Linked DNA regions of Zea mays: region 1 is linked to region 2. A link is a contact called in public Hi-C data. All regions are on one chromosome and are shown on one strand. The core of a region is the stretch at or near the end of the contact, and the rest is flanking DNA. Distances in the headings are between cores, read along the strand shown.

What was found. A called contact is a pair of places that touch in the nucleus more often than the background predicts.
Region 1: a contact with region 2 is called in a Hi-C map of leaf, with 4 times the contacts expected there. The contact joins the promoter of LOC100383907 here to the promoter of LOC100272837 in region 2. A contact is called at or near these places in 2 of 25 Hi-C or Micro-C datasets (leaf and tassel).

Annotation. Positions count from the first base shown.
Region 1 is chr7:35,624,629-35,630,254 of Zm-B73-REFERENCE-NAM-5.0, forward strand. LOC100383907 reads left to right here and starts at 2,279. Exons shown (of 9, transcript NM_001362227.1): 1 at 2,279-2,371; 2 at 3,363-3,548; 3 at 3,678-3,795; 4 at 3,903-4,472; 5 at 4,565-4,663; 6 at 4,734-5,003; 7 at 5,101-5,278; 8 at 5,369-5,626. The coding sequence starts at 3,382.
Region 2 is chr7:35,457,380-35,463,437 of Zm-B73-REFERENCE-NAM-5.0, forward strand. LOC100272837 reads right to left here and starts at 3,856. Exons shown (of 2, transcript NM_001147290.1): 1 at 2,942-3,856; 2 at 2,108-2,844. The coding sequence starts at 2,573. The coding sequence ends at 2,283.

The DNA.
Region 1 (5,626 bases), core at 1,029-3,528, 170 kb after region 2:
ATTATAGGCCTAATAAGCATGTTGTTACCATGACTTAGAATGTAGGGTGTTCGATATTACTATGATGTATGTGCATTGATCCTGTTATAACATATTACTATGCTCGAGGTCACTATGTTGTATGCATGCACCCATGGAGTGTACCATGAATTATTATCTAGCACAAAAGGCTACACTGAGTACCAACTTCATCATATTGAACAACATGACCCTTGTGACATTGTGCCTCGAGTAGGGGAAGGGCCCTGGTACAACCCCATGAACCTAATAAAATCAAGGTAGTTGGATCTTAGCCAGTGAAATCTAAGGTTCATTTAACCTTTGTCTTCCCTTGCACTATATAAAGGAGGGATGGAGCAGCGTTTTTGGGGGCTCAGATAGGGTTCATCACACGAAGAGTTCTCTCAGTATGTAGGCTTAAAGGTGGATTAGGACAATTAGGCTAGAAATGCCACCACAACCATGAGGTGAGGGGATCTATAAGATCTTCATGCTAACTAGTGTTTGAGGTTGTAATCCTTTCCTTGTCTTTGTTCATCAATTGATGAGTAGCAAGAGGGTGTAGGGTAATGTGCACACTACAACCAAACCATTATAACCGCTCACATACTAGCTCCCACTCATGCCCAAGTTCAACAAGGCCACCAACTTGCGCCATGCTCCCTCCTAACTCTCTTTCTGGTACTTTTATGTATCCTGGTATTATTGCCTATACACACATCTATATGTTTGGATAAGCATGAAAAACTAGATTGGTAGAAAGGCAACCATAGTTTTAGGCGCTCTAGGAGCATCAATTCCAAGTTCTAATAGTAATGCTTATATCCACATGATTTTTGTGGAAGCATTAGCATTAAATTTGTACTAATCATCTATAATAGACTTTGACGTGTTGGCTTGTTTACATGAACTTCAGGACACAAGATCTTCTTGTTAGCCTTGATCTGCTAGTTTCTTCAACTATGCTAGCTCTTTGATGTGCATCAAATGATTTGTTGGGTGATTCCTCTTTTCATCGTATCATCTATTGGTCACTATCTTCCTGGCCCATTTACATATGACTCCATTATATAATATATAATGGGCCTAATCGAGATAATTTCTTCTTTGTTTTAACTCAAATGTTGATCAAACTTTTAACCTTGCATGGCTAGGTCCCATTATAACATATCTTTAGCATAGATGTTAGCCCTAAGATTATGTTGTCATCTAAATGGCTAGAACTAAAAGATGTTATCTTAGGCATATGATCTTTATGAAGCTCATTGTTGTGGTTGAGCGGCCTAAGGCTTCCACCATCATTGTGATCTTCTACGCCAGCACACCAAATTGCCTAAGGTTTTTTAAATATGCTATTGTGTTTTCCTTTTTTGACAAAAAATAATCCTTTGACATTTGATCGTCAACTCTCCAAGGACAAGATTGTTGTTGCAAGCCCTTCGAATAGTGACAAGCTATCTTCCCATTTGCCACCAATATAGTATGTGTCCATTCATTTTATTGATCCTAAGAAAGAAGAGAAGAGAAGACACTGGATGTTGAGCTGCCAACGCTAGGGTGGGGTTACGCCACTATAGTTGGCTCTCTATGAAGCTTCAAGGGGGTTTCTGTAAAATGGTGAGGTTATCAAATTTTACCTCCATGTTGAATTTCAATTTACATCAAGTAACTAGTAATAAAATACCCAAACATGATAACTATTTAGAGATGACAAGTTAGATAGTGGGTCAAATTTCTAAAATCCTTAGGGCATTTCTAAAAATAGACAATGTCACATTCCATAGTACTTAGAAGACACCAATGCGAATTATCTCAAATGAGCAGATAGAAGGAGGTTTTAATAAACCTACTATACTAATGTTGTATATCTCTTCTTGGTGGTGCTTAAGATAAATATGCACCATTATTTTTTGGATAGAGTTAAGCATTGCCAAAAGAAACTATAACTCCTGGTGAATCATATAAGAAGTTGTGAAATAGTGCTAGTTATGACAACCAAGAATGAAGCATGCCATAATAAACCACATAAAGATATAAATTCCATATGTGATGATATCTATATTATTCAATGAAATTAATGTATCTTTTTTAGTAGTATGCATATAGTACTATATCAATTAGTAACTGATAGCTTCTAGATATTATATTGTATTGTATTAATATACAACTATATTTAGAGTTTGAACTTTTTATGGGCAGTTTAGTAATTTACATGGCCATAAACGTCGTTAAATACGCGTAGGCACCCGTATCATTTTTCATCCCCAGAGCACTTGCTCGTCGCACCGCTACTATTCTAATTTTCAAGAGCCATACTCCGATAGTTTTCTCTTCTTGGTTTCGGCAAAGGGAACGAAGGCTTACCTCAAAGGTATCTATTGACCACCTTTCACATTTTAATTTGTGTTTTTAAGTTAGACTTTTCTGTGGCATTGTAAAATAACCATGGGATGTTTGTTTAACTACATCGCGTGGTTATAATTCTCTACAGTTAATATGTGATAAATTGAACCCTAACCTACTAGTACAAACGTAGTAGCCTACACCGATTGAGGCTTTCCCCAACCCTCTAACGCATAAGTGGCCACTCTAGGCAAGAGGAAGCCATTGAGATCGAGCCGGAAAATAACCCCTCGTTTTGGCCTGCTCTATCATAGTAAGGCCTCGTGCAGTTATTCCTATTCTATATGGATTGGATGACATTAAAAAAGTTAGTAATAATTTTGACTTACTAGAGATTTAAATACATTCAATCCTGTGCAATCAACATGGATTGAAATCAAAACGAACGGGCTCTAAAGTGAAAAATGAGTTGAGAACGGGAAGGATATGACATGTTAACTTTTCTGTGTGTGTAACGCTTGGGTGTTAGCTGTGTACCTCCTATATTAGCTGTCATGTTAGGAGCTGTGTACCTCCTATATTAGCTGGCATGTTAGGCTTATGTATTTTTTTTAAAAATTCATATGAGTTGTTTATCATGCATATAATGTGAGCATCTTGTAACCGTGCTAACTAATATTATAGAAAACCATAGTTTGATAACAATGTCATGTACACATATAATTGTCTCCCGTGTCTTTTATATCTCATCCCTTATTTCAAACTTCACTCTGTAAACAGTGTAAATCCCCTATTTTACACGATATGTTGTCACGAGACATGTATAACCTAAAGTCACGGTTACCAGGACGTGTTTATGACATCACTTGTTTAACGGTCTTTCTTTCTGTCTTTATTTACAATTTGAACTAATTCATAAAATAGAAAGAAAATCGACGGTTCCCATTTATTTGAACCCGTTACCTCCTACTAGTCGGTAACCGAAGAAGCATTGATTACACCTTTTAATCTTCTACTAGTACTACTACAAGGTAACCCATGGAGAAAGAAGAGCAGCAGGCCAATGATTATACCGACGAGGACACTGATTACACTGATGATGAGGAGGAGGACTACAACGACGACGAGGACTACACTCCAGAGCCCGAGACGGCGTCCAAACGCCAGAAGCGCCACACCCTGGAGCAGATTCGGGAACTCAGAGCGTAATACAGTAGAACCGAGAAAGAATTAATCGATTAATGCCTTCATGGTTTACTCTGGATTTTTTTTAAAAAAATGCTTGAGTACTACGCTTACATCTACAGTATCCTGTGCTGTGCTGTGCTGTGCAGTGCATACCAACGGTGTGACCACCCAGATGCGCCGACACGCCGCGCGCTCGGCGCAAAGATTGGCCTGGAGGGCAGGCAGGTGCAGTACTGGTTCCAGAACCAACGCTCCCAGACGCAGGTCAGATCACCACCGTCACCAGTCACACACAAGCACCACGTTTTCCATGCATGCACGACCAAATGTGTACAACGAATTGGCAGTCACGAGTTTCTTCGTGCATGCAGGCGAAGGCCCTGGCGCAGAACAACAGGGTGGTCCAGCAGGAGAACGCCGCGCTGATGGCCGAGAACGCGTCGCTCCGGCACGCCATACTGACCGGGTCCTGCCTCGCATGCGGCGGCGCGACGACGGCGGCGGCGCCCGCCGAGCTGCCGCCGGAGAGCAGGCGCCTGGTGGCGGAGAACGCGCGGCTCAGGGGCGAGTACGCGCGCGCCACCGCGCTGCTCAACCAGATCCTGCTCTCGGCGCCGGCGCCCCCAGGCCCAGCAGCAGCGGCAGTCGTCGTCTCCTCCAGCTCCGTCGCCCGCCCCGTGGCCGACCGCGCCGCTCGGCTCCGCGGCCACGCGGAGGCCGCCATGGACCAGTTCCTGCTGCTCGCCACCAAGGGGGAGCCGCTGTGGCTGCCCACCACCCCCGACGGGGAGGCGCTCAACTACCAGCTGGGGTACAAGCACAAGAAAGCACTCCCGGTGCACCACGGGCTCTGCCCGGACGAGTTCGTCATGGAGGCCTCCAGGGCCACTGGCGTCGTCAGAGCCTCTGCCACCTACCTCGTCGCCACGCTTACAGACGCGGTACGTAGTACGTGCACGCACGTCTTCTCCGGTCCATTCCATTCCTGCACCAATCGAAAACCTAAAATATGGTGCTTGTGTTTGTCCATCAGAGGCGCTGGTCCGAGATGTTCCCCAGCGTCGTGGCGAGTGTGACCGCCAGGAGGGACGCAGCCATCTCCGGCGGCGTTTTCGGCTCGCATATTCAGCTGGTGAGTTTTGTTTCTTAGCCAGCGGTGTACTCCTATCCCATTGGTTGTTGACATTGTGGAGCACTCGCAGATGAACGCGGAGCTGCAGGTGCATTCGCCGCGTCTGCTCAACCGCAGCATCAACTTCTTGAGGTACACCAAGCGGGTGGCGGAGGGGCGGTGGGCGGTGATGGACGTGTCCGTGGACGGCATCCTTGGACCGCCAGGCAGCCGCGTCGCTGACGCCGCCGCCGCCGCTGCCGCTGCAAACGGCGTCACTCTTGTGCCGGCATGGTACACGGGCTGCAGGCTGCTGCCGTCCGGCTGCCTCGTTGAGGACATGCGCAATGGCTACTGCAAGGTACGGTACGGTACAGTAGTTGACTTGAGACCTGAACTGTATGTGATGCTGAGACCTTGAAGCTCTGAAATTCTTCTGGGCCGCCACGGCATCGCAGGTCACATGGGTTGTCCACGCGGAGTACGACGAGACCACCGTGCCAACGATGTTCAGGCCACTGTTCCGCTCTGGGAAGGCTCTCGGCGCGCACCGTTGGCTCGCGTCGCTGCAGAGGCAGTGCGAGTTCCTCGCTGTCCTGCACTCCAGCCAGGTCTCCAGAGGCGGCGACAACACAGGTCAGTCTCTTAAAATCGTTTTTCTTGGACTAGCACCAATTTAAAAAACCCATATATATATCGGCTTGTTATTCTTGAAAACATCCACAGCAGCCGCCATTTCGTCGATGGGGAAGAGAGGGGTCCTGGAGCTGGCCCAGCGCATGGTGGCGGATTTCTACTCGGCTGTGTCTGGTCCCGTCACCCAGCCGTCGAGCAGCATCGACGAGTGGTACGGCAGCGCCGGCGCCGGCGCCAGGAGGACCGACACCGCCGTGCGCATGGTGACCTCGAAGAAAGCCGGCACCGTGGCCGACCTTGTGCTGAGCGCCAGCACCACGGTTTGGCTGCCGAACACTCCGCCGCAGC
Region 2 (6,058 bases), core at 2,606-5,105:
AAAGATGTTTAGTCAAATCATAATTTAGGAGATTGTTATGTTACACCTTATAAACTCGACCTGTAGGGGAACTATCACTCTATCCTAAGCTTTTTAATGGATGTAAAGCTTCATCTTACATTTTGACCTAATAATCATTAAAGGTTTCCTTTTCTTCTTTTTTAAGTTGTTTAGACACAACTAAAGCGCGGCTCCATAACTACAACAAAAGGAAGCCATTTATATTATCGTTTGAATGTCTATGCATAATTACATGTTTTTGATTCAACAAATCTAGTCGAAACTAAAGGCTCGTTTGGTAGAGCTCCGCTCCATGATTCTCTAGCTCCGAGAGCTGATTCTCTAGTGGACTGATTCTAGGCGATTCTCTGGTAGGAGTGAATTTGTTGATGAATTGTGTTTGGCTGCTAGTTGTAAAGTGATTCATAAAGCAATGTTGGCACATCTTGTCATCGGTCGTGTACAGGAAAAGGAGTTGTTTTCACTTGTGCATCTCGTCACTTTGCTTGATGTATTTTCCTGTTGTTTACAAAAAATGATTTTCTATAATGTGCACAACAGGAAAACAATAGTTTTTTAAATTTTCTATATTTTCCCATTGCGCTAGACAAAAGCAAGCAGAAGAAAATTTCTAGATACTATTGAAGATCGAAAGGGAACAACGGGGCATGATGCATCCATTATTGTTCATTAAGGTCCAACAAAATACAACCACATGCCCAAAAGGAGGCTAAAATAAAATCCAAATATCCTTAAGCTTATGCCCTAGATGAACTAATAGCAAGAGCAAGATCATCACGGAATCTGTCCATTGTCCTGCCATTAGCATGTGATGTGGTAACCGATGAACTTTGAGAAAGGGCTTGCTTCCTATACCTTGCTGGTATAGTGGGCACATAATCTTGGTCTCGGTCACATCTCTCAAAATCCTTGTCATGCATGATGTTGATGAATAAAGTTGTGGAGACACATGGTAGCTGCAACAATCATCTTTTGCTTTACCATTGGATATTTTGGCATGTTTAGAAGAATTCTCCATTTCATCTTCCATACACCAAATACACGCTCAACAACATTTCGAGGACTTGAGTGCAAATGGTTGAACATCTCTTGCTCGCCACTAGGAGTTGGGCCTCTTCTCCACTCTAGAACGTGGTACCTTTGACCTTTATATGGTGATAAGTATCCAGGTCTATTCGGATATCCAGCATCAACAACATAATATTTCCCTAAAAGATTTAAAACATCAACATAGTTTCTAAAGTATGAGATAAATAATAAAGGTAGAAGATGCAATTACCCAGAGGTGGATGTGGGAAGATATCTTCATCTATTTGTAGAGCATTATAGAGAACACTTGTATCATGCATGGAACCAGGTTGACCAATAGACGTAAAGGTGACGCATGTCAAAATCAACAACTGCCATCACATTTTGTGTTGCATTACCAGATCTTCCTTGGTACCTAAGAAAATCTTGTGGAGGTGGATTTGCACAAATATGAGTCCCATCAATGGCTCCAATACATTCTTTAAAGTGTGGCCACATCCTTGGATCATTTATTATCCTATTGTGCACATTACGAAAGTTTGAATCTTTACGCCTTATATATTGGTTGGACATGCCCACCACACAACAGAGAACTTCCATAAATTTTCTACTAATTGTTTCCCCGGAATGTTTGAATTTATTCTGAAGAGCAGTGTTTGACCAAGAATGTCCACACGTAACAAGAAATATAGCTAATGATTCCATCGAGTTCATATGCATAGAAGAGGTTAGTCCATACTCATTAACCAAAATGTCATGTAGCTGATAAAATAGAGATGCATCCATTCTAAACATCCTATGACTTTCTCCTGGAGTCACCAATGCTTCTATGACCCAACCAAATCCAAGCAGTTGTGAAGTCCTTGGCTCATTCTTGTCAAAGTAGGTAAAGAAATAATTGCACATGAGGTTTGCTGTAAGACAAATATTGTTTGATTCTGTCTCATCAGTTGCATGACCCTCACATCAAACATTTCATCCTCTTCTGAAGAGCTGTCATCAACATCACTTTTAGATGAAGAAGACATTTGTATATCACCAAACACGGGGCCAAATTATGACAATTTCCCAATATTATAAAATAGCATCACAAGTACCATAATTTTCATAAACAAATACTAGCAGCCCATAGCAATGGTCTGATCAGTTAATACAAATGAGGAAATAACAGATAAGATTGGTAAGGTAAAAACAACAAACGACATGATAAATGCATAACAAAGTAGCTCTAACTAGCCCTTCTTGTTCATTGTCATCCATTCATACTTCATTGATAACCACTGAAAGCGCTCCTCGGGTGTATCCGAAGTCAAGAACATTTCTCTTTCACTATTTTTGGTAAAGACTTGAGTTGCAATGAAGTGATCTTTGCTGCCAGCTATAGCACCACATGCCTTCACCAATTGCATAACATCTTTTATGGAAGAGTCAGGTGTCTCTTGTGTTCTTGCCAGGACCATAAACTCACAAGATGTTGTTGTCTGTTTATTCAATTCAACAAGTTTAGACATCTGGTCTTGCATCCATTGTCCTCCCGTAGTCTTTGGTTTTTTACCTTTATCTGTCACAACCACACAACGTCTCTTGGATGTGGAACTAGATGGTGTGTCTTCCCCACAATCACTAGCATTTTCATCTTCAATGTTGATGGCATCTTGTATTTGTGCTTCAGTGTCTTAGGGTAGCTCACCACTGGTTGGGCCCAATGATCATCACCGGTGTTCCGAAGATCTTCAAACATGACACTCAATTCTTTTGCATTTTGGAGTGACTTGTCTTTAAACTTGCTAATGCCTTTAAATTGTTGTAGTCATAGTAGAAGCAAATGTCAGGTATACACAATATGTGCTAAAAGTAAGCATGGACATAAAATAATTGGACAATAACTTACTATGTTTGCCTTCTTCCACCACCAATCTGGAGCAACATACAACTTCTTGTTAGGGTCCCAACCACATCCTGTATCTTTTCCCAATTGTTTCCAATTACTATAATCTTTTTTCAGCTTGTCCCATTTATTTTTGAACTGTAGCTTGTTGTAAGTTTTCCCTGTCCTCTCTTTGAACTTGAGCATTACATTGTTGTACCCAAGCTTGTTTAAATGAGAACCTGATTTGTTCTTTGCTCTTACTTCCTCAGCAAATATTTCACAAGCTATCTTAACATTTTCATCGCACTAGTACGCATTATCCTCCTTCATGGTGTTGTAATTGCCACAACCATGAATAATAAAGAAAAGATAAATCGAAGTGCTAGCTCTTCTATCATGGAAAACAACAGGTATAAACCAGCAAGCATAGATTGATGATGAGCTTCTCGACTTGTGATTTTATTTAATTTTTCGTGTAGAACATTTCTAGAAACGGTGCTGCTGGGCTAGACGTGTGAGCTTTGGATTTTCACAGCTACTATACTCATGTGCAAGGATTTTCTTAAAAATGATTTTCAAATCAAGAAACCAATAGACACTGCAGGAGCTAGAGCCGAAAGAAAAACACTTGCGTCCTCGTCTCGATCGACTACAGATTAGAGGGAGAGAGGAATGCAACTTCACCTTGCACACTGGAAGATCGGAGACGAAGAGGTGGCGTAGTAGTGGACGGAAGGGGCTTGGGAGCTTTGGTGTTTCGGACGGAAGGGGCGGTGGCCTGGATCTCCAGCGTCCTAGGCAGTAGGAGCGAGGGCCTAGATCTCCACACGTCGACGACCTAGATCTCCATCGGGTCAGGCAACGTGCGTGGCGAACTCCGGCGGCTGGTAGCCTGGCGCCGCCGCGCCGCCTCCAACCCTAATGGTCATAGCTTGGACAAAAGGCAGGTTAGGCTTGTGGCTGGATTCCCGAGCGGGTGAGAGAGCCGGTAGAGCATGTTTTTTTCGCTCCCATGTGCCAGTACAATTATTGGACGCGATTCGATCCGCTCCTTCGGTGAAGCGTCTGGTTTTTTGACCGTTTGGCATCCGAGAATTGATTCTACTTTGGAGCGGAGCTGAAAAAGCGCTACCAAACGCAGCCTAAAAAGCCACAACACTTAATAATTTTTGAGCACTTTATATATAGAAATCTACGGGAGATCTATACATATAGCAGCAAATATGAACTAGTGAGATATGTAGTTTTTTTTGGGTTGAAACCAGTTTGCAACATGTACCTTTATTCACCGGTATTTTCAAGCTCCCAAATTAAAGTATATAAAATAAAAAGTATATATATTATTAAGGGTTTTTTCTAGACGTATGTGATTACTTCTATTTCTTCACCAACATTGGAAACTACTACATGAAGGATACTACATGTGTGAAAGTAAAACCCCCTGTTGGAAATGACCAATCTATCCTCGGTGTTTATTTATAGAAAAAAATCTGAAGGAGAGACCCTGCCACTTGTCTTTAGTCGCACACAAGACAAAGCTAGGCACTTCCACTTGCGACTGAGTTGTCTCTTTCATCATCCCGGCTATCCGGATCAACCTCTCTGCTGCCGCTGTCGCTATCTACTTACGAGGAGTAACCGTTATTATTATTAGCTAGCATCATATAATAATAAGTTATGCGATCGATGATTATGTTCAGTTGTTCACTGCATGCGTAGCGAAATCCTCGATCGGAATTAGTCTTCTTCAGACGGAGTATATAAACAACCTAACCATACTAGCAGTAGTAGTATCAGCAGCAAACACAATAATGAGAAGAAGATTACGCAGTGAGCATCAGAGACGAACCTGCATATCTATTTCCGTCATCAGTAATACGCATATACAAAACCAAGTCACTACTGGCTGCAGCACGTACGCAGCAGCAGACAGATAACATATAAAACTATATACTAAAATATATAAATATGAAACAAAGACAGAGACAGGTCGATCTCTCCTCCTGGACCTGGAGCACACGCAGACGGCAAGAAGGTTCCGCGATGCGTGCGTCGCCTCGCCCCGCCGGCCGGCCGATCCACGACAAGAAGGTTCCGCGACGATGCGTCGCCTCCGCCCGCCGGCTTGTACGGCCATATATACAGTCGCAGACGACGACGTCGACGGCGGAGCCGCCGCCCTTGGGCGAGCTTTTTCTCTCCTCTCGGTGAAGGTAGGACGGAGTGGAGTATTATTCATTCATTCATGATTTGTCTCCCTGCGGCGGCGGTCGTCCAATTATAAAATACGATGTGCCAGCGGTCACGTACGCGCGCTCGCCCCGGCCCATACCACATCGGGCGCGGTGCTAGCTAGTGCTCTTACTAGGAGCATGTTTGGAATAGTTTCGTAGATATTAAAAAGGTGAATTTAAATCTTGCATTTACTTTGATCTACGGTAGATCAGTTTCACTAGTAAAGCTAAAGCTAGGACTTATTAAGCAGTTTAGCTAGAAGAGTTTCACCTTCATTTTTGTCGGTGCTGGTCGTCCTGACAAATTGGAGGTCTAGGACTTAAAATAGGCCATTATTCTTATATAGTATATATAACATATCTTTCTTGCTCATAAATACTTGAACACACTACCGGAATCCAAGGCTTTGCCGAGTGTTGAAATCTTTGCCAAGTGCCTTTTGTCGGGCACTCGGCAAAGAAGGATTTGCCGAGTGCTGCACTCGGTAAAACCAGACGCTCGGCAACGAGGCTCTTTACCGAGTGCTGGACACTCGGTACAGAAAGACACTCGGCAAAGACTGATTTGCCGAGTGTCAAACACTCGGCACAGGTGGCTCTCGGCAAAGGGCCGTCAACGGCCGTCCCAAAGCTGACGGCCGTCAGTCTTTGCCGAGAGCCAGCGGCTGGCACTCGGCAAAGAGGATTCTTTGCCGAGTGTCACACATCTAGCACTCGGTAAAGAACTCTTTGCCGAGTGTCATCTCTAGACACTCGGCAAAGTATATTTTTATTTTTTTGATTTTGTCTCCCAAACTTTTTGTGGTATGTTCCTACACTATGTAGACCTACATGTATCATTTGTGGACAATTATAACAGAGATTCAATCGTTAGTAGATTTAGTTCGTTTATTTGAATTTCTTC